Linked DNA regions of Canis lupus: all the other regions are linked to region 1. A link is a contact called in public Hi-C data. All regions are on one chromosome and are shown on one strand. The core of a region is the stretch at or near the end of the contact, and the rest is flanking DNA. Distances in the headings are between cores, read along the strand shown.

Region 1 (4,250 bases), core at 995-3,494:
TCCTTTTCAACACCTCCTCAGAGCACCACCACCATGGCAATTTCTCTCATCTGCTTAGATTCATGATGGAGCTAAACACAAGATCCAGCTTTCAGGACTCTCCAGGGGCCTCACACTCCCTTGTCAAACCTGATCTAGCCACTCTCTTGCTCACCACCTTGTTTTATTTCCTTCATGATGTTTATCACTATCAGGAACCTTGTGGTGTATATTCTTTGTGTTTACTCTGTCTCCTTCCCACACATGTACTAGAATATAAGTTACTTGAAGACAGGAATTTGATTTTTGTTCATTACTGATCCTTAAAAGCTACCCTATAGCAAAAGTCTTCTAGAATTAGTTCTTGAAAAATATAAATGGGGAAAAAACAATGAATGATAAAAAAGAAAAAAAGAAAAAGAAATCTCTCCCAATCTCAACACCTCTTCTAAGGTCAGTAGTTCTCAACTGATGATGATTCCCAGTGTCAAACGGTGTGTATCTCTTCCTTTCTACGGCAACAAAGGGAAGCTCAGCAGTGTGTGTAGGAGAGCAGACACCAACATTCTCTTTGTGACTATCCATTTCAGAGGAGAAATGCATCGTTTGGAACTTGCTGGCCATGGAGGAATGGATTTGCAGGTTTCTCTACCAGTAGCTGCTAAAAGTTAGATAAGTTTATGAGTAAAAATATGCAAAAATGGTGAACATGAATAGAGAGAAAAAGACAGTCAAAGAAGAGGCTGTTACTCTGGAAAACTAGTGCGCCTTTCAGCAAAGAACTCATAATGAATCAATTGTCAGCTCAGCTGAACTGTTTGTGAATGGAATGCTTTCTGTTGCATGAATGAATACAGTTCCATAATTTACAAAAAGTGACTCAAAATGGGCTGAGATATGAACATGATTTGACTGATCAATTACTGCACATGTTTTCCCTCCTGTCAGCCACAGTCATGTTGGTTTTACTCTGTCACCCAGATACTAGTAAGCCATAGCCAAGTTGTAGGAGAAACCCAGTCATTTATAATGTAACTAGAGAACTGTCCATCTGCTCTTTCCACACTGAGGAGCAGCTCTGATTTGAGGACTAAGGGCTTCAGGCCAGCGAAGACCTTTCCACTCTCAGCTTTCTCTGAGCCAGAAAACTCGTACAGCACTGCACTGTTGAATCTTAGACCTGAGGTCTATAAAACTCATTTAGTTTCTTCTGTTGTCTTTTTGCAGGCTGGAACCAAGTTTAACAAGAAAAAATAAATGATTGTAAGAAATATAATTAAAGCTTCCTGAAAAGGAAAACCTTGGTGACTTTAGGTAAGTTGTCTCTAGCCTCTTAAATCTTACAGTCAGAGAGTTTTTCTGTTATTGTTTTGTTGTGTTCTTGTTACAATATTGGGCTGACAATCCCCACCTCTAACTTGTTCTTTTTTATCCTGTACTTTATGGAGCTAGCAGAACCACTGGCCTGCACTTAGGAAAGAGGTGTATGCTATGCAATTTACCTTATCAGTTTCCTCTATTATATGCATATTCTGCTTAAGGAATAGATTTTGTTTAAACAGAAGTACCCAGCAGTATTACTAAAACCTCATTTTCAGCATATAGTTTTATTTAGCAATCAATCCTTCCAGAAATAAGGAAAATAGGCAGATTGCCCTGATATGTTTAACACATTTTGTACCCATCAAATTAGGGCTCAATCTGTCCTTACTCTTCAAACTAGAAGCCTAGATATAAAATCAAGTTCACGTAAAACTTCTGCCCACAATGAAGTCTTAATAGTCTGGGTCAAGGGGGAGTCATGTGTTCTAAAATCTTGCCACTAGAGGGAGTAAAACCCAGCAGTCTGCAAAGCATCGCCCTTGCAATGTTGACTGTTTTACCTTTCTCTTTAAACAAATGATCCTCAGCTCAGTTGCCCCAGAAAAACACCAGCATCTGGTGTGCTGTGTTTATTCTGAGGTTACTATTTCTAAAAATAGTTTTCTGAAAAATTGTCCTCTCTGACTGGGAAGCACACAGGCAGAGTGGTGATCAAGTGGGAGGTTCTCCTACCTCAGAAGGTCCCTGGAAGCTGGGAGTATGGGACATGAACAGACTTTTAAAAAGCACAAAACTAATTTACATGTGAGAGCTACAGGTGCCCATGAGGCCTCTGGTGGGCGAGATTCACCAAACCTTATAAAAGCAGAAGGCTGGCTGGAAGCTATGGACATCCCCACTGAGCTAATGCTCTTTAGGTGCCCACACAGGTGACAGGGAACATGCAGCTCTGCATGACAGATTTACTTCAGCCAGTTGGTGGCAGATGAATGAGGGCTTGCCAACCTCTGGTTGTCTTCCAGGCAGCACGAGGGGAAACAGGTGTGTGTGTGTGTGTGTGTGTGCGCGCGCGTGCATGTGTATGCTCACAAACCTGCTAGAAGGAAGAGAATGGAGACAGCCAAGATTTAGGGGGGTGGGTGTCTCTCCATTTCCCTCCTCCAACTATTACCCCTATCTAATCTTCCAATTTCTAGTAAGGAGTTGCCATTGTTGGAGTCATTCTTATTTCTCTATAGAGTCCATTCTAAAATCCCCTATAGAACTAAAGTAAAAGATTCCAGAAGTGGAATCTCTGTCCTCCTGAAGGGCATTTGAGACAACACTGTGCACTTCCCAGTAGGGAGCTGTGTACTCTTCTGTCTTAGGACCCCAGCCCTATTTCCGGTGCCTCCAGCTTCCCTCTCCTGGTTGGGATTGTCATGATGCCTCAGCATTAAACCCAACCCATCTCCAGTGGGTTGGAAGCAGGCTGTAGGTGTCACTCATGTCCTGGGCAACACCACACAACACGTGGGAGAATCTGGCATGCACACGCCCTCTACAGAGAGAGAACCAGCCACTTCCCCCTTTGGCAGACCCCGAGCCACGTAGGAAGCAGCTATTCTAGGTGTCTTCCAGGGTAGGTTGCCAGAGGATAAATTCTCTGTGTCACCCTGATGAACTCATGGGACAGTTTTGTCTACTTGGATACTGGAGAAGCCCACCCTGAACTTTCAGTGTTATTGCTGAAGTTTGTAGTTTCTCAGCCTTTATGTGGATGTAGAAAGAACAGCAGACTGGATATTAGGGGACTTCTGGCTTCTAGTGGCTGCGCTATGTATTGGTTATCTAATTCTGATTTGAGACAGTTTGTTGAGCTCTCCAGGCCATGGTTTCCTCATCCAGAAAACGGGAATGTTAGACAAGACTTTCTGTTAGGATCTTTCTGATGCAAAAGGTCCATGATTTCTGTCTGGAGAATCCAGCTTCTTCTACCATTTCTAGCCCACTGCCTCCACCTGAAAGTCAATAGAGGTCTTGGTGCACCGAGGTGCACTACCAACCCCAGGGCACAGAGCCACACTGTGTGGGAGGACGCAAATTTAGAAGGAAACAAGCTTCATTTAATCTGCCTGATATGGTTATCTCTCTGAGACTTGTGCCCATGCAAGCGAGATGGGGGTGAGGAGGAAGGGAGGGGGACACACCATCAAATGTCAAATGTTTAGCAAAGACTTTGAAGTCTGACAATTGAGACTTCCGGTAACTTTTGTCTCTACTTTTGTAAAACAGAGAGGGAAGGGGGAGAAAAGGGTAAGGGACAGACAGAAAGAGTTGAGAGAGAGGGGACAAAAAAAAAAATGGACCCAAGTATGAGACAGACATCATGGAGTTTTCATGCAAAGATTAGGAAAATAATATCTAAATTACTTGTAAGTGATCCAGGACGCTCTTCTTTGGCTGCCTTTATGAGAATGCCTGGCTCTGAACAAACACTGAATTTCAAGCCACAATGATATTCCCATGTGGCCATGACGCACGTGCTGAGAAGAAGCATGAATGGCCCAACCTGGGGAACACGGTGCCAGCATTCCTAAAGCCTCTGCCCTCAGGGGCTGTACCATTGTTTGAGGGAAATAAGAAATGGCCATGAACTAATGAACAATGATAAGATACAAGAGTGCAAAGTAGGATGCAAGACGATACTTTTTTCTTTAAAGATTTTATTTATTTATTCATGAGAGAGAGACACACAGAGAGAAAGAGAGAGGCAGAGACACAGGCAGAGGGAGAAGCAGGTTCCATGCAGGGAGCCCGACGTGGGACTCGATCCCTGGTCTCCCGGACCACACCCTGGGCTGATGGCAGCACTAAACCGCTGAGCCACCGGGGCTGCCCAAGATGATACTTTATATGGGTCAAATACACACAGACAGAAAACACATCTGTGAGCTATGGGGGACTAG
Region 2 (4,250 bases), core at 810-3,309, 230 kb after region 1:
CCGAACAGACCTCTCCTAATGGCCCCAAACCTTCTGACAACCCCACCACTCGCTGCCCTCTGAGTGTCGCCCACGCTGGCCCCCAGCAAACAGCACCGGATGCCTCTCCCAGGGGCAAACCCTAGAGGCTGGGAAGTCGCCAGGCAGACCTGAGTTCCAGATCAATGGGTGTGATAGGCCAATGGGTAGAGAGCAGAGAAAAGGTGATCAATGTAAAAGGGGGAAGGAGCAGAAGCCACACTCCATCTGCCCATGTCAGGAGGGAAAGGGAGGCCGAGATGCAGAGCCCTCAAGCCCTCATCCGCCGCTAATAAATGGCCCTGCCTCATCAGGAAGCCATTAGGAAATTGCAGCCACCACAGCCCTCAGCTCTCGGACGGACGGTCTGCATGCAGATGGTGAAAGCACTCATTATCTCTGCCCAGACATCCAGGAGCTCGCTACACAGTGGAGCCTAAGCAAGTGAGCCACCAAAATAAAGCTGGGGCGTGCCCGGTGCAGCAGCAGGCAGCAGGAAGGCGCTTGAGCCTAGGACAGGCAGAGAGAGCCCCGGGAGCACGCGAGAGCAGCAGGGGAGAGTAGTGGGGGCTCTTACCCCGACACAGGAGTCCCCCTCCTCACGTCCTCTGATGGACAGCCTGGCTGCATTCCTTTATTCAGAAAGAGCTACTGTCTACTAAGGGGTATGGAGTTCCTTTGGGGGGGAGGGGGGTGATGAAAATGTGCTACAGTTATGCATCCATGATGCATCTGCAAAGTTATGCATCTGCGAAGGTACTAAACCCCTCCAAACCGTACCCTTTAAAATGGTGAAATTCATGTTATGGAAATTAAATCTCAATTAAAAAAACAATATACATATATATTTACCTATGTTTATAATATATATAATTTATTATATTTATATATATTTTATATATATATATAGTTGGGGTTTTTTTTTAAGGAGCTAGTGAGCCACCTGCTATGAGCCGAGCAATGCCTGGGTGATGGGGACCCTTCCCGTGGAGTTTCTCTCTCTTTCTGGGGGGGAAATAAACAAACCTCACACAGGCACACAAGCGAGGGCCCCACAGGCACACCTCATGATGAGCAAGAGAACGATGACTAAGACAAAAGGTTTTGCAATGGAGATGAACTGATGCAGCTGGGCTCCAGAAGCCTGGCGATGTCCTGGGTGTGTGTGGGGGGGAGGCAGCAGGGGGTCAAGGTGTGCCAAGGTGTGCAGGCCAACTCGGAGGGCAGATGGATGGCATACAGAGGAAGGGACGGCAGAGAGGCTGGGACCCTGCCACGTGGATGCCTCCTGAGATAGCAGAGAGGCTCTGCTCACTGGAGCCCCAGAGAGAGGCTGGGCAAGGTCCATTTCCAGAAGCTGACTTGTGGTATCTACAGCTTTGGGGCGGGGCCCGGGAGGGAAAGCCACAGAACACCCCATGTTCCCCCGACCCAAAGACGTCCCCAGAAGATGCTGCCCAAGCACTCATACTTCGATCTACAAGGCTTTCAAGAGGAAAAAATTTTTAATAATCTCCATCAGACCAGGTTCTTTCTGGAGGTTTCTCTCCCCACCCCTGGGGGGAGACAACAGAAGGTGAGGACAGACCAGGGCTTCAGACAAACACACACCCGGCCAGGCCCACTGGACAGGAACGGAGGAAGGTGCAGTCACAGCACTGTGACCAAAAGACATCTTTTGGAAAATTCTTTTCCAAGAGGGATCATGAGTTTTGTCCCCTGGAATGCCCCAGGGCGCTCCTGATTGGTGCCGGGGCCCTGACTCAGAATGAGCGCAGCTCCACCCTCAGATGAGTAAATAAACTGACCCCAGGAACCGAGGGGGGGGGGCAGCCGTGAGGCCAAGCCAGGGCAGGACGGAGGGCCGTGCCGACCGTGGAGCACGGCACCAACGATGACACCTGGAGCCCACTGGGGGACAGGCCTGCAGCGGGCCTGAGGGCGAATCCTGAGCCGCGGCCCCGTCCCCTCGGGGCGCAGCCCTGCCTTGGCAGCCGGCGCTGCTGCTTTATGATACACTGAATTAGTCACCGGATTAGCAGGCACATTTACACACACTGGCACACAGCTGTTTAAAGACACAGGATCCCCTTCTGGAGGTGCCAGATTCCGGCTGTAAATCAACCATCGCAATTGGCACCGGGCATGCTCGAGGGGCGGCTCCCGCACGTCGGGGAGGGAGCCAGGGCCCCAACGGGGAAGCTCCAGCAGCCGCCCTGGGTGCACGGACAGGACAGAGAGGACAGCAGGCAGGATTCCTGGGTCCTGAGGCTCATCATGGTCCGGGGGGGGGGGGGGGGGGGTTGCCCGATGGCTTCACCGGCCTGGGCCTTCCCGGGGCGGAGCAGGCTCTCCTCCCGGCCTGCTGCTCTCACAAGTAGCAGAGATTCCCTAAGGCAGCTCCCAGGGAAAGAAAGGATCCCAGCCAGGGCGAGGGGGAGAGTCCCTCGGGCAGCTAAAAATCATTCTGTGCCCCGATAACCACAATTCCAGGGAACGTCCTCACGGATGAAGGCAGAGGCAATGCCTGTAAATAAAGCTTTCAAGTTGGAAACGTGACCAAAGTCCTAATTCAAGTTCGGTAAGTATGCGTGAGAGGAAGAAGATATTGCTAACTGGCCACAGGGACTGCTCTGGCCCGCGGGTTATGGGGTGTCGAGTGGAAAATTTCTGCAACCAGGTTAACAGTAACCACAGTTTTAACAACCACTGAAGTCATAAGAGCGCTGTCAGCAATGAGCACAGTGGCCTATGAGATAACTATAAAAAAGACTATTGGACACCATGGCAGTGGAAAAGTATTGTCTCAAATCATCTCAAATCCTGACAACAGCCCTGAAAGCTCTTCATGATGACCCCCGTTGTAAGAACCAGAAAAAAAAAAAAAAAAAAAGCTTGGGGAAGTTAAATACTTGGCCTAAGGGCAAATGAGCAAGTAGAAAGGCTGAATTCGAACCCAGGACCAGCTCCCGTCAACCCTGCTCTTCCTAGGACACCACGGTTCCCACAGTGAGGCACATCATTATCACATGCACAATGAATGGCAGACCGTGATTTAGGGACAAAGATCACACTCTACAGAGCAACCTAAGTGCAAATCCCTTCCCTTTGCCTCAGAAGTCTCACCCACCGAATGGAAAAAAAGAGAGAAGATAGATCTCAAGATTATGGGAAAAAACTCGTGGCATAAGCAAATCCACCTGGCAAACAAAAAAACCAAATATAATTACTAAAAAAGGTACACTGCAGGGGGGTAATTTTGAGATTTGCAAATAGATTTGTGACTGGTTTGGGTAGAAGGAACCCATCTTACACCAGCTTGTAGAAATTCAAAGATTAATTAATTCTTTGGCATTGGTTTGCCCAGAAAAACACTGAAAAATAGTCTCTTCTTAGAAAGCAAGGTCTCTGAGAGCCACTGGAGATTGGACTCATCTCCGCTCCTCGCTCACTGTCTGCAGTGCCCCTGGGAGCACAACCTAACCAAACCCTAAGAACCCAGAGGCAAGTCGTCAAGGCCCAATCCCATTGAAAAAAACCAAAATCTCTGTTTTGTTCATCCACCACCTCAAATTCTTTGGAGACACTGAAGTCAGTTGGGAATTTCACGTTTCTCCCATCAGTCCATCCATCACAGAAGGCTACAGGTGAGGGCATGGAAAAGCCACAAAGCACCCCTAAGAGAAGCCTTCAGAAATCCAGAAATAAAGAAAGAGATACTTTACTTTTCAAAAAGAAAAAAAGAAAAAAAATCTTCAATTGAATCAAAGGTTAACTCCAGGTCCACCATGTAGACACTGATTCATTCCATGTGTGTTTATTTATCTATAAACATTCCTGTTGCATCAAGTGGCCTCAAGGCCTAGACTTGTGCCTCTGAACGTCCCCTCCCTGGAGAATTCTCAACCTAGGGTGGAGCTCTTACTTCATTCCTCGGTTTCTCAATCTGGAAAATGGGGGCCAAAGCCCTAGGTCCGAACATGAGTTTGGTGAATTCAGTTAGTGACTTTTCATTTGTGCATTTTGGATTTGAAAATGCACAGCCAAAATTCTGGGAACTATTTTTTGGGGAACTTTTTGGGGGCTCTCTCTGTATTACACATCCCAATGGTAGATATTTAGAGACCTACTGAATGTTTTTTTCTTCATTACCCTGATAATAATGAGGAGCCTAAAAGAGCGTAACACACAAAAGGATGTTCCACGAATCGAGGCCCTTGATGAGAATGTCA
Region 3 (4,250 bases), core at 996-3,495, 180 kb after region 1:
CTGAGGTACTGTGTCCCTTGTGTCCACTGGCCTCGTCCAAGGCCACTAAGGAGTAAAATGGCCATTGAGTGGAGCCCAGGCAGTCTGACCCCCAAGCCCTTCATCTTCACGCTGCTTTGTCCTGGAAGCTGGCCTCCCAACAGCCTGGCTGGCTGAGGGGAGCCAATGGGTAAAAGGACCAAGTTTTTTTTTTTTTTTTTTTTTTAAAGCATCTCTTTTTCACTTGTCACAGCAGACTCAGGACACTGCATGGCCAACGGTTCTCCTGACCATCCGACCACTGGTGACCTTGTGGTTCATCTCCACAGGTGACCTTTCCAGCCCAACGGGTCAGTCCCCTCGTGGCTGTTAGGCTGTAATTTCACTCTTCTCCCTCCCACTATCTACCTTCAAACCTCTTTCCCACTATTCATCTTCACATCCCTTTGGAGAGCGGAGGGCTAGTCACACCAAGCTGCGGGAGAGGAAGGAAGGACAGATCGGGATCCTTCCGCCCAGGCACATCCTGGTCATTGGCGGGGAGCAGCAGCCACATTCCAGGCCCCCAAGAGAAAGGCCCAAGAACGCCTCCCAGTCCCTGGCCCTTGAGACGGGGCAGCCAGAAAGTGCAAAGCGGGGAGTTTAAGTCCCGTCGCTGGCAGCAGCTCCCAGAGGCAGGGACGACGGACAGGACTACCCTTGCTGTTTCTCCTGCCCGGTGCCACGGCCCGAACGGACACGTCGCAGGCCTGTGTGTGATCCGTGTCTGCCTGTGGGGCCGGGTGGTGGGGCGGCGGCGGCAGGGTGAATTCTTGTCGTCTGTGGGTTTGTTTGTTTGTTTTCCCCATGGTGAATCTTCCTCTGTTCATAAGGAACATAAAACTGTGAAACTTGGGAACTAGGAGCCCAGATCGTGGGTGAGGTGCTCTCAAACTTCTTTTTTTCCTATTTACACCGCAGGCAAGAGGGAGCCTAAATAGGAAAACCAGATGCCTAACAAAAGCATACGGACTTTAATGGGGAGAAATGTCTCTGGTCAGCTTCACAACAAGCAAAGGCAAAACACGGTGATGTCAGCTCAAGTCTCCTTCCCCCGATTCTGGAAGACAGATCCTGTGAACCCACCCTTGCTGACAGGCACACACAGGGCTCCTGCCATGGGTCTCCTAAGGGGCTGTTCAGCCTTCAGAAGGCTTGCGTGTGGCACCAAATGAAAGGAGCCCGTGAGATCCACCCCCAAAGATTCCTCTTTCCTGAGGACTCTTTTTTTTTTTTTTTTTAAGATTTTATTTATTTATCCATGACAGATAGAGAGAGGCAGAGACACAGGCAGAGGGGGAAGCAGGCTCCCTGCAAGGAGCCCGATGCAGGACTCGATCCCGGGACCCCGGGGTCACGCCCTGAGCAGAAGGCAGACGCTCCACCACTGAGCCACCCAGGGGTCCCCCCTTTTGCAGATTGCCCTTTGGGTTATGGGGAGCCATAAATAGGAAGGACACAAATTATTGTCGCGGTTGCAAACGCCGGGTCAGGGCGCACATTCTGGGTCCGGGGTAGGTCCATCCCCTGGACGGACTCGTGGACAGTCAGTCTTACACTTGCTTCCACAACCAGGTGTCACGTTCACTTCAGGTCTGGGCAGGGATACGAGGGCCACCTGATGGAAGCACACAGCTGGGAGGCAGCTCCAGGACTGGATGTACACTGGCGACCCGTATCTGGGCCATGGGCACTTCTTAAGGCCCAGACTTGCTGAACCAAGGGAATGAGGCTGGTGCTCCCAGTCACAGACTCTCCCAGAGGACATTTCTGGATTGCCTCGGGTAGCTCTGCCCAAATCCCTGGGGCTGCATCTCTTGCCCTTGCTTCACCATATCCTAAAACCCTAAAGCCTCTTCCTCCTTCTCCCTGTACCCAGCCCCACCCACCCACCCAACTGGACGGTGCTCCCAGTGACCTCTGTCCCAGGGAGCAGAGAATGGTACTAAGAATAGTGCCAGTCATGGGAAGGGGGAGTTCGCATACTCAGTGTGACTCACAATGGTGTGCCTGTCTGGGGGCCCCAAGGCAGTCAACGGCGTCCTTCACCATGCTGCCCCGGGGTGTCACACATCAGGAATCCGGTGGCATCACTGGGAAACTATGCTTCTCAAGTAGAAACTCTCAGCCACAACAACAGAGGGGTCCCTGTTAGAAGAGAGTCTCTCTCCCCAGAAGTGCAGGAGGGAGGGCACCACACACACACACACACACACACACACACACTGGCTGGGCCTCCAGCTCCTCGCTGGCTGCAGCAGGGGGATTTCCTCTGACTGCTTTGTTCTCCTCAGCTTCTGGGTAAGAGGAAAGTTCTTAGTACAACACTGGCAGTTCTGATTTGAAGAACGTGACGAAACCTTAGAAGCAAGAGTATCAGGTGGGGACCCTCAAGGCACTTCAAATCCAAGGTGTCAGTCTCATTTATTTTTAAAGATCTTATTTATTTATTCATGAGAGACACAGAGAGAGAGGCAGAGACACAGGCAGAGAGAGAAGCAGGCTCCCTGCAGGGAGCCCGATGTGGGACTCGATCCCAGGTCTCCAGGATCAGGCCCTGGGCTGAAGGCAGATGTTCAACCACTGAGCCACCCAGGTGCCCTAGTCTCATTTTTTTTTTTTTTTAAGGCAAAGCTTCAAGTAAATTCCTACTCATCTGGGTGATGCTTTAGGTCCCCTCTCCTCATCCAGGAACTAGAAGGCCCGTCATCTATCCTGATGAGGGTCGGTTATTTAAAATCCCCTGCTGCCCAGCTGCTGCGGTTGTTATTGTTTCCTTACTCTGAGTCTAAGAAGTGAACAAGTTCAATACATGGAAAGAGGCGCGGACAAAAATCCTAGTAAGAGCCTCCTGGCAATCATACTTTCCGTTGGACAGCCTGTCGGGTGTCTTCTCATTTTCTAGGCCATGGCCATGGACTCACTGCTGGTGAACAGGGTGCAGGACTGCACTTCAATTTTTCTTTTTCATTTCAACAGCAAGACCTCACCTGGTCATCGGTGCCCCAGCATGAGGCTAACATGTGAGAGCTGAATTCCATGCAGACGGAGGTCAGCACGGGCCAGTCGCGCTCTCCGGGAGCCTTCTCTTGGGGTACGCCTACCGAGACCAGCCTGAGGGTGTGTCTGCCCTGGCCCATCTCTCTTATCACTAGTATATATGCTCTCCAGGGCAGAGGGGGTGTTTTTGCCGGGGTGCAATCCAAAGCCTAGGTGGGGGTCTCCCCAACAGATACCAACAACCTAAAGGCGACTTGCTGTCGAATGACGCCAGTTGTTAGCTCCTTTGCACACAGGCTACATCTTTCTGACACCTCTTTTCTTGGTGGCAGGTATGGTGTTTGGGACAAGTGCTCAGTAAACATTTACAGGCTCGTACAGCTGAAGCACTCGTCCTCTGCAGGAAGGTGTAAGGATCTGAAAGGCTACCCCAGCTGCTTCTCTCTATTAAACCCTATCTGGGACTAATCAACATGAGTGACTCCCAGGCTGTTGGATCAACACGTTCCCCAAAATAAAAACGCCCACACCACCTGTCCTTTGGGGATTCATTTGCTACTTTGAGAAGTTAATCTCTTCAGCTTGACTCTAAAAGTCAAATCAAATATCTCAGTGTGGGCAGGACACCACATTTATTTTAACCTATGAAACTCTCATGGTTGGTCACCCTTGCAACAGGGTAGACTCTGCTCTAAGAGCACACATCTGGCAGGTGGTCCTAAACCAGAGGAACGGGGCCTTGACTGGCCCCTCCCTTCCACCCAGGTGTCTCTACCCACAGCCAAACGATGATGGCAAAAACAGAACACCCAAATCCAGAAATGACCCATCTGTTCACAAATCTATCTTCCCCTCCTGCCACTGCAAAGGTGCCCACCGCTGGTGGTACAGGGGGTGACCCCAGAGTCTAGGAAGCATCACGCCCTTCCTGTCAACCCCCTTCTAAACGATCATTCACAAAAGATCTATTTCCACTAAGTCCTTATGAAACAAAGTTGGGTGACGACCAGGAAACATCCTGATGAGTTCTTGCCCTCCTTCTCCTGACAGGTGCTTGCCCTCTGAACCAAACTCCACCCAAAGCTGCAAAGCTCTTTTGCCTGAGAATGAATAACTAACTACTGCATGGTTTGGCCACCAAAGCACTGGTGGTCTTTTCAAAGACTTTTAAAAGAAAAGGAGGGACAGAGATTGCTTGATATTTTGGCTTGGGTTTACCTCTGTAGGTACCT

The links. A called contact is a pair of places that touch in the nucleus more often than the background predicts.
Region 2: a Hi-C map of skin fibroblasts shows a contact between it and region 1, with 2.6 times the contacts expected there. The contact joins two enhancer-like sites. A contact is called at or near these places in 2 of 9 Hi-C or Micro-C datasets (blood and skin fibroblasts).
Region 3: a Hi-C map of blood shows a contact between it and region 1, with 3 times the contacts expected there. The contact joins two enhancer-like sites. A contact is called at or near these places in 2 of 9 Hi-C or Micro-C datasets (both in blood).

What each region holds. Positions count from the first base shown.
Region 1 is chr5:6,386,320-6,390,569 of UU_Cfam_GSD_1.0, reverse strand. No RefSeq gene overlaps it. Among named protein-coding and RNA genes, the nearest start is that of ETS1, 300 kb to the right of the region's middle. Within about 2 kb of position 2,244, at least 5 of the 20 cell types and tissues checked have an H3K27ac peak or open chromatin away from gene starts, as enhancers often do. A contact at or near this core is called in blood, where this site is marked.
Region 2 is chr5:6,160,875-6,165,124 of UU_Cfam_GSD_1.0, reverse strand. All of the region lies in intron 3 of ETS1 (protein C-ets-1), which reads right to left. Among named protein-coding and RNA genes, the nearest start is that of ETS1, 79 kb to the right of the region's middle. Within about 2 kb of position 2,059, at least 6 of the 20 cell types and tissues checked have an H3K27ac peak or open chromatin away from gene starts, as enhancers often do.
Region 3 is chr5:6,203,181-6,207,430 of UU_Cfam_GSD_1.0, reverse strand. The region is part of intron 8 of ETS1 (protein C-ets-1); the gene reads right to left. Among named protein-coding and RNA genes, the nearest start is that of ETS1, 120 kb to the right of the region's middle. Within about 2 kb of position 2,245, at least 4 of the 20 cell types and tissues checked have an H3K27ac peak or open chromatin away from gene starts, as enhancers often do. A contact at or near this core is called in blood, where this site is marked.